Linked DNA regions of Zea mays: all the other regions are linked to region 1. The links are chromatin contacts, called in public Hi-C maps. All regions are on one chromosome and are shown on one strand. Each heading gives the region's core, a stretch centred on a gene start, on an enhancer-like site or on the middle of the called end of the contact. The rest is flanking DNA. Distances are from core to core; before and after follow the strand shown.

The links. A called contact is a pair of places that touch in the nucleus more often than the background predicts.
Region 2: a Hi-C map of ear shows a contact between it and region 1, with 4 times the contacts expected there. The contact joins the promoter of LOC100280692 here to the enhancer-like site in region 1. A contact is called at or near these places in 2 of 25 Hi-C or Micro-C datasets (ear and leaf).
Region 3: a Hi-C map of tassel shows a contact between it and region 1, with 2.9 times the contacts expected there. The contact joins the promoter of LOC103627480 here to the enhancer-like site in region 1. A contact is called at or near these places in 7 of 25 Hi-C or Micro-C datasets (bundle sheath, ear, leaf and 2 more).

The regions. Positions count from the first base shown.
Region 1 is chr5:194,148,984-194,153,261 of Zm-B73-REFERENCE-NAM-5.0, reverse strand. No RefSeq gene overlaps it. Among protein-coding and RNA genes, the nearest start is that of LOC109939989, 30 kb to the left of the region's middle. Within about 2 kb of position 2,446, at least 19 of the 20 cell types and tissues checked have an H3K27ac peak or open chromatin away from gene starts, as enhancers often do. A contact at or near this core is called in bundle sheath, ear, leaf and 2 more, where this site is marked.
Region 2 is chr5:194,361,818-194,366,095 of Zm-B73-REFERENCE-NAM-5.0, reverse strand. It overlaps LOC100280692, which reads left to right and starts at 2,188. Exons shown (of 10, transcript NM_001153611.1): 1 at 2,188-2,503; 2 at 2,581-2,649; 3 at 2,775-2,871; 4 at 3,832-4,038. The coding sequence starts at 2,288.
Region 3 is chr5:194,001,463-194,005,740 of Zm-B73-REFERENCE-NAM-5.0, reverse strand. It overlaps LOC103627480 (RING-H2 finger protein ATL79), which reads left to right and starts at 2,373. Exons shown (of 1, transcript XM_020537769.3): 1 at 2,373-3,389. The coding sequence starts at 2,584. The coding sequence ends at 3,117.

The sequences.
Region 1 (4,278 bases), core at 1,197-3,696:
CAAATACCGAATATAGCCCTGAGGGCTATCGCGTCTCTATATATAGAACATGTACCCCTCATATGGAATAGAGAAGAGAAAGAGGCCAGAGGCCCAACCCTACATCGTGTCTATTGTGTTTTCTCTGTCGTGCTAATGGGAAGGGAGACGAGTACTCTACAGCTTCTTGCGCCTCTACTGCTGACGGGAGAGAAGGGAGCGGATCTGGTGATTCGTGGTGACGTAGTTCTCAACAGTTAGCAGTGCATCGAGAAATTATGGAGTCATGGTAACAGGCTACAGTGACAGAGCTCGTGGCTGAAGAATTTCCAGCAAAGCATCATTTTTGTTTGTTTGAAACGAATCAGGTATAAGACTGTTATGTTAAAAGGATGATAAAACTAAACTAGATACAACGATACAACTAGATGACCACGATAACACAACAAGAAACCTCCAACAGTAGCGACACCTATATTGAGATATCAACAGGTGTCACACAATATTAAAAAAAAACTCGTCAATTAAGGTCCTCTTTGATTGGGCTTTTCAACTTACGTTGACTTTTGAAAATGCCAAAATGCAATCAAAAGGATTGCCTCTTGTCCAAAACCAAAGCGAAAAGTAGTTTTTGTCTGTAAAAAGATCATATCAACCTTCTCCTGTTTTCACTGGCTGTGAAGTTAGGAAAGTCCATAAATAATCTATCTGTCACGGGTTACTAGTTACGAAGATACTCTTTCGTTCTAAAATACTAGTTGTTTTAGCTCATGATTTTTATGTCTATATTCAAATGAATGACGATAAATCTAGACACATATATAAAACACATGCATCAAAAAATATATAAACTTACTAATTTTCTAAAACAACTAATATTTTGTAACTGAGGGAATAAGATTCATTTTTTTCTCTTCTTTCCTCGTCCGCGTATCTGATTTTTTTTCACACAAGCTAGGTTCTCTTCTATGCAGATGCCCCACCACCTTAGATAGTCGTTGCGGGCGAGCGTCGCCTCGACCGCCATAGGCAAGCTCAGGTCCGTCGTCATGGGTGAGCGTGACCTCAGAAGTCACAGGCGAGCATGACCTCGGCCGCCACAGGCAAGCACGCCTTCGTCGCTGCGGGTGAGCGCGACCTCAGTTGTTGTAGGCGAGCTCGACTCGATCGCCATGGACGAGCACAACCTCGGTCGAGGATCCATCTGGAGAAAGAAGACAAAGCTGATGGGGGGAGGTTCACTTATTACCGAGAGGAGCTGGCAATTTTTTAAAAGTCAAAAATGTTGAGCTAAATGGCTTTTGGCTTTCTACCATCCCATAACCTCGAGCTAATTTTAGACAGCCCACAATCTGAGTCAAGCACATCCTAAACACAAATAGTTTGTCACCCACACGCAGAATACCACTGTTAGCAGTGTACCATGCAACACCATAGAAAACCGAATACAAAAGCGGTTAGGACAAAATGTCATCATCTCTACTTGTGCCATAGTCATCTACGATGTCTTGCACCAAGCTATCTTTTTCTAGGAAAACATGAGGGAAGGGTCTCATACTAGATTTTATTGAAAAAATAGAGTATTAGGAAAAAATTGGTGGAAACTAATTCTGATAATATGGTTAGAAAAAATATAGATGATGAGATATATATGACAAAATTTTGGCTTTCTATTGGCTCATAACCCCGGGCCGCTTTTCGATAGTCCACAACTAAGTCAAGCACATCCTAAACATCACTAGTTTGTCACCCCACACGCACAATACCACTATCACCATTGCACCATGCGACACCATAGAAAACGGAATACAAAAGTGGTTAGGACAAAATGTCATCATTTCTGCTTGCGTCGTAATCATCTACGATGTCTTACCAAGCTAGCTTTTTTAGGTAAACATGAGGGAAGGGTCTCCTACTAGATTTTATTGAAAAAAATAGAGAAGTAAGCAAAAAAATTGTGAAAAGTAATTCTAATAATATGGGTAGGAAAAATATAGAGGATAAAATTTAGAGAATATTGTTTGAGATGGTGAAGGTATAGAGAACAAAATCTTTTAGAGTGTATTATAAATAATGAACAATATTCCTTTATGAGATTAAATTTAGACCACGTAATAAGACCAGAAGGTTTTATTACGGACGGAAGGGCCTGAGATAAGGTTACTGGAAGCTCTCCACCTCTTGTGTTCAAGGATAAAAGCGCCAACGCGTGGCCTCAACAAAGTTACAAATTACAAAATTGAATCCAAACTAAAAGCTCTCCGCCTCTTGTGAGCGCCAACGCGTGGCCTCTACAAAGTTAAAAAACTGACTCCAAACTGAAAGCTCTCCGCCTCTTGTCTTCCTGAATAAAAGCGCCAACGCGTGGGCTTAAATCATTTGGATTGGGATCGTATTCAGCGTACGGTCTTCTTTTGAGTGGGTCGAATCATTGGCCCAATCACGTGAATTGGCCTGGAAGTTTACCCACCCAAACAAGGCACTAGATGGGTTTCGCTGTTCATGCACAAACATTCTCTTCGTAGTCCATGGGAGTAGGGGTGGGCATTTTAAAACCGAACTCGAATCTGAATAGAACCCAAATAGACTCGGTCTATTCGGCTTTTCGGGTTCGGTTCCTATATGTGCTATATTACGGGGTATAAGTTCGGGTTCGGTTCCTAACCTTTAAAACCCAAATAGACCTAATAACCCAAAATATAAAAAAGCTCTTAATATATGATGATATTATTATATGATTAATAAACTCATTAGCTAGAAATAATGATTTCATCTTAATGATAGTATATATATCTTTGTATGCTAATTTTTATAGTCACTTGTTGTATTAATAGTACTTTCAATTAATTATTCATTGTATATGTTTTAACAAAATATACTAGTTTCTCTACAATTTGGGTCTATTCGGTGGACCGAATAGACCGAACCAAAATTGTGAATCTATTCGGGTTCGGTTCCTAAAATATTTTTAAAAATTTCAGTTCTTATTTTTTAGAACCCGAAATTTCACAAACCCGAATAAACCGAACCAAATTACCCTAATAGACCGAATGTCTAGCCCTACATGGGAGAAAAGTTCACTAAAAAGTGTCAAGTTTGAGCAAATAGCATACTTGTTCCGGACCACTCGCGGATGAAGAATGGTCCTACGTAACAAAATGGGGAGAAAAGACCGAAGGGGCCATTTAGTTAGACGGTTATTAGAAGAAGAAAAAAAAGAAGAGAGCGAAGGGACCTCGGCAGTCGGCACCTCACCTCGCTGTCCAGGCTCTGATTCCAGCTCAGCTCGAACTAGTAGTATAGTAGCTTTCACGCTAGAAAACGAGCAATGGCGCGGCGGCTTGATCGGTCGGTATCGTGACCCATAATTTCAAGACGGAAGGGGACAGCTTCCGATCGTATCCCGATGGCTCAAGAATCAACAATCTTCACGCAACATATACCCGTGCGGAAACTATAATGCGCAGTACGCACTACGCAGTCGACTCCACTGCATTCTGCAACATATATAGAAGTTGTTGTAATTTTCTACTCCTTGGTCCTTACATACCAGCGTATTCCATGTTCCAAAAACCTGCGCTTTTAGCTAGCTATTCCCTGTCAAATGCTGGCCATTTTCAACCGGACAGCTTCAGTTTTCAAATCAAAATAGGGTAAACTAGGCATGTGCTGTTTCCCAGAAGCCGGTGCGACATTAGAACAAGTTGAAGAAGGATTAGTAGGCCTCCTGCTCCTGCAGGTTTCTGATAATTCTTCAGCATCAGCCCAAGCTAGGTGCCTGCAGGCTGCTAATATGCAAAAGGTCTTGCCGATACGATTACCTGCCATTATAAGAACTCCTTTTGGTTATTATAATGCGGGAGAGACTTTCAGAAAAGAGCGTTAAAGCAAAGTCGAACACACAAAAAGAAGAGAAACGCACTCCAAATGCAGAAAAGCCACGGGGCACGTTTGATTTGAGATCAGATTAGGATGAGGCGGACGCGACACTCTCCCCTCAATTTTTTATGATCACGCCGTCATCAAAATATATATCTCGTCATACGTGATTCTCATACAAACACTATAAAAAACATAGTCGCCTACTTCCATCTCTTCTTATACATGAACCAAACTCATACCTAAAGGATGACAGCGGATGTGTAGTGATAGGTATATCCATCAAAACTTTTTGTACCCACCAGCCACGAAGAAACTCGTACTCATGTATGGGTGTAATTTGTACCTATATCCATATCAATGCAGTTACGGGCACCCATATATTAGCCGTACTCGAAAATAAACATAATACATCCATTG
Region 2 (4,278 bases), core at 939-3,438, 210 kb before region 1:
CATCTAGACGAGACGACCCGCAGAACCAATTAACAAATCGCTAATCCTCCAGAACGGGCAGCACATACGGCCAACGCGAAACGGATGTGCCGTGCAATTGTAACCGTTAATTAACAAATCTGCTGCTGGAGATGTTGGTTAGGCACGCAGCTGCTTGCAAGTTGCGTGTTTCAGCAAAAGGGCGCTTTTAATTTGCTCTACTGGTCGTAGATTGCAACTGCAAGGCATGGAATGCGTTGCGTCGCTCTGTTTGTTGTGTGGTGTGGTGTGGTGTGGTGGATTGGATGGAGTAAAACGCAGCGGTCCACCTACAACTTAATACTGCTGTCAGTGTCAGACTGTCAGGCATGTATATCTGCTGCTAGCTCGTGCTTAAGCTAGTATATATGTTTGGTGTAGTAGATCCGTAGATGCAAGCTCGTGCCGGAAGCAGTAGATGCAGGTTAGCAGGAACACTGCGGGCAGATTATAAAGGCTGGCAGTGGCAGGACGAGGACTACACACTACTGAATTGAATACAGATACTCCCTCCAGTGCAGTAAAGGTAGTCGTTTAGGACATGATTGTGCATACCAAGGAGTGATTAATTATCATAAAGTTTTCCATGTTTGCTCCTATTAAATAGGAATATAGGTGCATTAATGTCACCAAAACAATCAGGCTTGATTGGTTGCTGCAGCAGCTCCAAGGCATTCTAGACTGGAGGTCTCAAGTTTGATTCCTCTTAAGTGCATCTTTTTTTGTGCAATTACTAGGGGCAACAGCGTCCAAATCCCAGACCCACGCGCACTATAACTTCTTTTTGTGCACGCTCGGTCACGCGCAGGATGACTTTCTTTTTTTGTGCAATTACTAGGGGCAACAACGTCCAAATCTCAGACCCACGCGCACTATAACTTCTTTTTGTGCACGCTCGGTCACGCGCAGGATGACTTCTTTTACTGCACCGGAGGGAGTACAGGCCACGGCGGCGGAAGCTGGTGAGCGTTTAGCGCTTCGCTCCATCGCCAATCACATGCGAGTGAGATCAGATCTCATCGCGGGAGCAACTCTCGCCAATACTAGGTGCTGCTGTGTTCATGCTTTCTAGTCTGCTTGATTTGCCTGGTCACACTGACAGGCTGGTCTAGCGTGGAAGCCTCCGACTCTGTTAACGGCACATGGCCAATTTTGCCTAGTCTCACTCGTACCTGTTCAGTTTGGCGAGGCCGCGGATGGCGTGTGACATTATTTGCTCTATTTTATTTGTTTGTTTATTCCGGAGAAAGAATTATAGTACAGTTTCAGGGATGTCGAAATGGGCAATGGCAATGCTGCGTGACTCTCGTGATTTTATTTTAAATCAGTGTATGAACAGGAACAGTTGACGTTGATATGTTGTCACCATACCCCGGTTCTCCGTTTTTTTAAAAAAGAAATGTTTTTCCCCCTTCCGTTAACCTTCAAGTAGTAACCGACCTCCGAGCACTAGTTTCAGTAATTTGATAGCGTTCGCCGTTCAACTCTCTTTTCTTTATATTTATTTTATTTGTTTATTGTACCTATTTGTATTTACGTGGGCAAAAAATGACAAGCGACAGCAAAAAAAATGCGATTGGGCCGACAAAGACGCCCAAATGATGATGGGCCATAATGGAAGGGAAGCTGTAGCCCGCCGAGGACATAAAAATGTCCCATTTGCACAAACCCTATTTGGGTCTGGGCAGGCCTCGGGAACTGAAAAAAATTTTTATTATTTGTAGTTTGTTTGTCAAGATCATCTCAGGAAAAAAAAAATGTCTAGAGAGATTTCTGGTCTCCTAAACAAGTCGACATTTCTAGCCTTCTAAAGAAAAGAAAGCGGTTTCTAGAATTCTAGACCTGTCCAAATTTTGTAACGTTGTCGGCTCAAATATACGCCTACTATACTAACTTTTATATTAAAACTGCTAAACCTGTCCCATGCATTATATTAGTGCCGCTGGTTGTATCTGTCAGCAGTCAGCACCAGCGCCTCTCTACAAAACCCAACAGCACCAACTGTACCCATGTCGCCCCGGTGACGTAGAACCACTCGGCCGTGGGGGACCCCTGCAGGCTAACTGGATTCATTGATGAACGAGCCACGTACGGCTGCCAAGTCCCCAGCCACACACACTGGCACGCCGAGCACTATATAGCACGTGTTCGCGTGCACCGGCGGCAACCACAGCCCAGGCTCGAGACTACAACGTTACAGCACAACACACTGCTGCACGTACATACGCAGATAGAGACCAGCAGCAAGCTCGATCGAGACTCGAGAGGCATGGGGAGTGTACCGGAGGAGAAGGCCAAGCTGGGCTTCGGCGGCCTGGTGGGCGACCTGAGGGAGGTGTACGAGAGCGGCAGGACGCAGGGCCTGGAGTGGCGGCAGTCGCAGCTCAGGGGCCTCGTCAGGCTCCTGGAGGAGAAGGAGGAGGAGATCTTCGACGTGCTCCACGAGGACCTGGGGAAGCACCGCGGCGAGGCCTTCAGAGACGAGGTTGGTTGGTTGGTTTCTCTGCGTTAGTTGTGCGTTAAACGAGCCCTCTGGTGTTATGGTCATTCGCTCGTGTTTAGGTTGGGGTTCTGAAGAAGTCCGTCGTCGACAAGCTGCAAAACCTCAAGAACTGGGCGGCTCCGGAGAAGGCAAGCACTCTCTCTCTCTCTCTCTCGCTCGCTCGCTCTGGCTAGCTAAGACGCAGGAGCTTGTGCCTGCAAGTAGGGAGATGGACATGCATTTCGCCATGGCTTAACACTACTTGCGTCTACAGGCTCACACGCCGCTCGTTGCCTTCCCGGCGACCGCGCTGGTGGTGCCAGAGCCGCTCGGGGTCGTGCTCGTCTTCTCATGCTGGAACCTCCCAATAGGTGAGGCCCGACGACGATCTCTTTGCTTCTACTACTCTTTTCCAACATCGAACAGTGGCCAAGCTAGCCCGCTGCAAATTATTCCTGATGCACAGCACAGCTTAAGAAAACAAATAATTTAGAAATACATACGATGAGAATTTGAGTCTAGCTAGTAGCATTTCTCGATTTTATCCTACTGTGCACCGGCCGGCACCTGATAGCGAACCTATCTATACTCTCTCTGGAAACTGGGAGAGAGACGACGCTGATGGTCTGACTCAGAACAGTAAACCGCAATTAATCTAGCTAGCTAGAAGAAAAATACCTGCATAATATGTACTAGTATGTTTCTCCTATTTAAGTGTCATTTAGTATCGATGACTGAGACGTTTCAATGTCTGCTCAAAATGATATAGCAGTCAGAGATCATACGAATTTTAATTATGCACGTTCATAGGTATATGTTTTACGTGGTACGACTGATGGTTACTACTCCATTAACAATTTAGATGTGTGTTTTAAACATCTCTTTCCAAAATGCAAATGAAGAGACGTTTATATTGATTCTATTGCTGACAACCCATTAATTGCTACTAGTTGCCCTTGCACTGTTGCACAGCATGAATTGCCCGAGAACTTAACGAAAAGTCCAACTCAAGGTCCAAAGGCTAGCTAGTACGTGTAGTCACTCATTGGTACGGTGCAGAGCTAGCGTAAACAGCCGGTGATATCGTGACAACCAAGCTGGCTGATGGCGACGGTGCGTCCGTCGTCCCCTTTGTGAATCGTGCATGACAGGTAGATATCGTGCGTGTGTTCTTCTCTCCCGCTTGTCCTTAGGGCTCCGTGAAAGAAACTAACCGTTTCCTAGTCCAATCATCTTCACTCATGTTTCGATCTGTCACGCGCCGCCGTCCAGTGAGCAGTACTGAAACCCACCCACCATGTTTTGTCTTTGTTCCACGTGTCTGTGCACAGGCCTAGCTCTGGAACCGCTCTCGGGAGCCCTGGCGGCCGGCAACGCCGTGGTGGTGAAGCCGTCGGAGCTCGCGCCGGCCACCTCGGCGTTCCTCGCGGCCAACATACCCAAGTACCTGGACTCCAAGGCCGTGAAGGTGGTGGAGGGCGGGCCGGAGGTGGGGGAGAAGCTCATGGAGCACCGATGGGACAAGGTTCTCTTCACTGGTAATGAACTATACGTAATGCATGAGCGTGTATGTGACGAAGGCTCGCTATCTGCGTTACCACCTGTTATAGATGTCCAAACGGGCCACCCGGCATGGACCCGGCCCGAACCCGTTTCGGCCCGGTACGAATAGGGCCGGGCCAGGCACGGCCCGTTGATGCTTCGGGCCGGGTCGGGCTGGCCCACGTGCCTAGAGACATGCCCAAACCCGGCACGCACAGGGAAAAATCGTGCCGGGC
Region 3 (4,278 bases), core at 1,124-3,623, 150 kb after region 1:
TAGGACTCTTCTAACCACCACTATGGTAAGGTTGGTTCCAGTGACATCATTCCAAATTTGGCTTATCGTCCTATCATATTAGCATCACGTTGGCTCTTGCCCATGTTCCTCTAGTGCGGAGGTTACACCCTCAACCATAGCCACAATAGCATCACATTAGCTTCTCTTTTGTAGACTTAATTATCTTATATTATGTTTTTCGAATACATGAACATTGAATACATCAGTAGGAGGGTGAAGGGTACAAAAAACTTGGAATAGTGGTATCAATATGCCATGAGAGATAGTGTCCATGGAATGGATGGTTGAGTGCTCTCTGTGCGTTGATGCAAAATAAAAAAGACCCCTCCCAATTTTATGGTGTTGGGACTGGAAAGCCATGGCTATGGGAGATCAGTGAAGGTTTAGAAGTTATGGAGTCCAACCTGTCATTGTGGAAGAGAATACAAGAGGGAGTGAGGGGAGTGAAATGAGCTCGAATGGGTGAGAGATGAGTTTCAACTAGCCTCCTCTATTTATAGATAAACTTGGGATGAAATTTTTAGGTTTTTTAGATTTCAAATGGCCAAAGCATCTAGTTTTAAACAACTTAGTATATATGGTGCTGACATGGATATCACTCTAGGGCACGCTCCAATGGGGGCAATATAACCTCTATCAACGAGCGACGGAGGAGCCACCTCGCTTCCGCAAAACCCATGCATGTGCGTCCAATGTGGGAGGGGGGTCGCCTTGTCGGGAAGCATTTCACCCTTTATTGGAACCAACCTAAGTGCCCTTTAGCTCATGTTTAGATTAAGGTTGGTTCCAATAGTGGCCGATACCACCCTCTGGTCAGGCGATATCTCTCCGGCACGGGGTGATAGGTACAAATTTTAAGGGAGCGGGATGGCTCTCACATTGTCCATCGTCCGATGATAGGGGACGATATTACCCCCACTAGAGCACGTGAGCAGCGGTATCGCCCCCACATTAGCGCCATATGTACTGGCCATTTAAAACTAGCCGTTTTTATAATTTGAACTCCAATTTTTTTTTAAAAAAAAAAATCTAGTTTCATCCTTAGTCCACCTATATAAAGGAGGTCGGTTTGAGCTTATTTTACTCCATCGCTCTCTCTCCTGCTTTCTTGCACAATGGCAGGTTGGACCTTTGATTTTCAAACACTCATCGATCTTTTGCAGCCTGACGGCTCTCCAGTCCCAACTCAAGAGAATTTGGACATGGCTTATTCGTTGCATCGACGCACAGAGAACACTTAATCACCCAGTACATGGTCACTATTTTTTCTGACATATTCATACCATTATTCTGAGTTTTCATACCTTCTACGACAGTCATACAGGTGTATCGTGCGCGTATATATACATGATTCACTTATTATCTAAAACGGTTACTACGGGGTGTTCGAATACATTAGAGCTAATAGTTAATTGGCTAAAAATTGTTAGTGGAATTATCTAGCTAACAAATAACTACTAACTAATTTAACAAAAAATAGCTAATAACTAAACTATTAGCTTGAATATTTTGATGTCTCAACTAATTTTAGGCCCCGTTTCAATCTCACGGGATAAACTTTAGCTTCCTGCTAAATTTTAGCCATATGAATAGAAGTGCTAAAGTTTAGCTTATTGGGGTGTTTGGACTACTCTAATAAAGTTTAGCATATTGGAACAAATAGACACTCATGTCCCTAATGCGGAGAGAAAGAATGAGATTAGAGGGTATGGATAGAAAATAGGGTTCGATGGCCCACGTTTAGCTACTTTTAGTACTCTCTGAGCAGCTTATGAGATAAGGAGTGCTAAATTTTATCAGACCACCATTAGCTCTCCTGTTTAGATCGCCAAATGGCTAAAAACAGCTAAAAAGTTGCTAAAGTTTATCTGTTGAGATTGAAACAGGTCCTTAGTCACTAACTGTTAGCTTTATTGTATTCAAACACCCTTATTCAAACACCCCCTACGTCCTACTACTTCTCTCTCTTCTACTTGGCCTACTTGCTTTTATAGAAGTTGGAGAGCTATGGGGTTTGGCCCATAGGACCTTCTCGGTGCAGGACTGCAGGCCGAAACATTGACCAGAGTTATCTAATGCCAGTGTGCTATGCTAGGTTTACGGAAGTGATGAAACAGTAGGATTGTATAGAGAATGATCCTAGTGGTAGGATTTTGTTGCTGTTACACAACGTTCCAAGTCAGTTTTAATTTGTGAGCCTGCGCGCCCAAGTGATTGCCAATTTGTCATCGCCGATTCGGCGCTGCTGCCTCAGACGACACTTGGATTTTGGAGGTAAAATGGCACGCCGCGGTGTTCTGATTTCTGAAAGCAATGCTGCTTTCCTCACCGGCACAGCCACGGCGGCAATGCTTTACTTTACACGTGCCGTGCATGTAGTAGCATGGCTGCCATGCTCTCATTGAACAGTGCTCCTACACTTGTAGGGCAGGGCAGCTGAAGAAAGATAAAAACACCCAAAGGATCAACTCTCCAAGCCGAGACAACGGCAGCCGCTCGCGATCGCTGTCGCGGGCGTCATTTGCCCTCTGCCTCCACACAACCAGAGCGCTCCAGGCAGCCATGGCGCGCCGGACCAACCACACCTCCACGGCAGCGGCGGCGACAACAACAATGGTCGCCTCCTCGCCGTCTCCCCCGCGGCCGCCGCCTCCCGCCAGCGCGGGAGCGTGGGGGCCCTACGCCAGCTCCCGCGCCTTCTTCTCCAACGTAGCCACCATCCTCATCATCCTGGCATGCGTCTCCCTGCTCGCCTTCACCCTCCACGCCGCCGCGCGCTTCCTCCTCCGCTGCCTCGCGCGCCGCCGCGCCGCGCGGGAGGAGGCGCAGGCGCCGGGGCAGCAGCCCAAGCTCCCCTCCGGCGCCGCCGCCGCCAGCGCCGCCGCCGGCTCGGAGCGCGCCGGCGCCACCGGTGCGGGCGTGTGGGCGGAGGCGGAGTGCGCCATCTGCCTGTCCGAGCTGCTGGAAGGCGGCGAGCGCGTCCGCGTGCTCCCGGCGTGCGGCCACGGGTTCCACGGCGCCTGCGTGGAGGGCTGGCTCGCGGCGCGAGCGTCCTGCCCCACCTGCCGCGCGCCGTCGCGGGCGGGAGAGCCGTAGCCACGCCGAGCCATGGCTGCTGCCGACTGCCGTGCCGTGCCACAGGCTCTGGAGCAAGCTCTGCTCCGATCCGTCCTCCATGATTCCCAGTTGGAGGGGCTTGTTTCAGTTATTATTATGGGCGTAGTATGTATAAAAAATGCAAATTGGATGGTGGCGGCCTGGCGGGCGGGCTAGTAGTAGTTCGCATGGATTACAACATGTTCGGCTCGATCGTTTCTCTTCCACTATCATGATTCATGCAAAAGTCTGCATTTCATCATCTAGTGAAATCCTTGGTCACGTAGGAATTGACTGCATGCACGCCGATTAGACTGCTGCTCATTGCAGTGCTCAAACATTGCACTGCATGCCATGCCGCAGCCGCTGCGGATTCCCTGGGGACAGGAGCGTGACGACAAAAGCATGGAAAGATGACAAAAGCAGAGAATAGCCTACTATAGTAGTAGTCGTGTCGTGTGCCCGCGTAGAGGTCGCTGCGGCCTGCGGGAATATTAGCGGGCCACCCGCGCCATGCTTTACGACCATCGCGCGGGCTTGGTTTGGTTGGGTCCTCGCGCGGCATGAAGCATCGAGTCCGGCGTGGTGTCGCAGTGGAGTCGGCCACAGAGGCTTGGGCAGGTGGTCCGGCGGCCGGCCTCGGTGCAGCAGCTCGAATCGGGCGCGGCGCTTGTCACTGACGCCAAGCACCACGTCTGCAGCACGCCGGCCTCGCACACTCTCCCTTCCCTTTTACTTTACTGGCAGTGGCAGATAAACGCAGCAGCAACATCGCCTGAGGCTTCCTATTCTCGTTCGTATTCGCCAGGTCGTCTCCGCTTGGAGCCCGCGGCTTGAGCAGTTTAGCCTGGTCTCTTGTCGAACGTAATCAAGTTCGGATCCAGATCAGATCGTGGGTTGTGACATGTCTCATATGTGATATGTGCCTAACGTTAGATTGAGTCGGTTCTTGCTTCCCTATTGAATGTGTAGGGTCAGATTTTGTTTGGGGTTGGATTGATTTTTGGGTAAAAAATCATAGCACTACGCCCATAGATTGTTGCGGACTAAAAATTAGGGCTCGTACCCATGCGTTACATTGATTAGATCGAATCCGGTAGCCTACGATCAGGTCCAGTCGCACGACATCCTCCCTCCATTCATCAAGCCACTAGCAAGGAA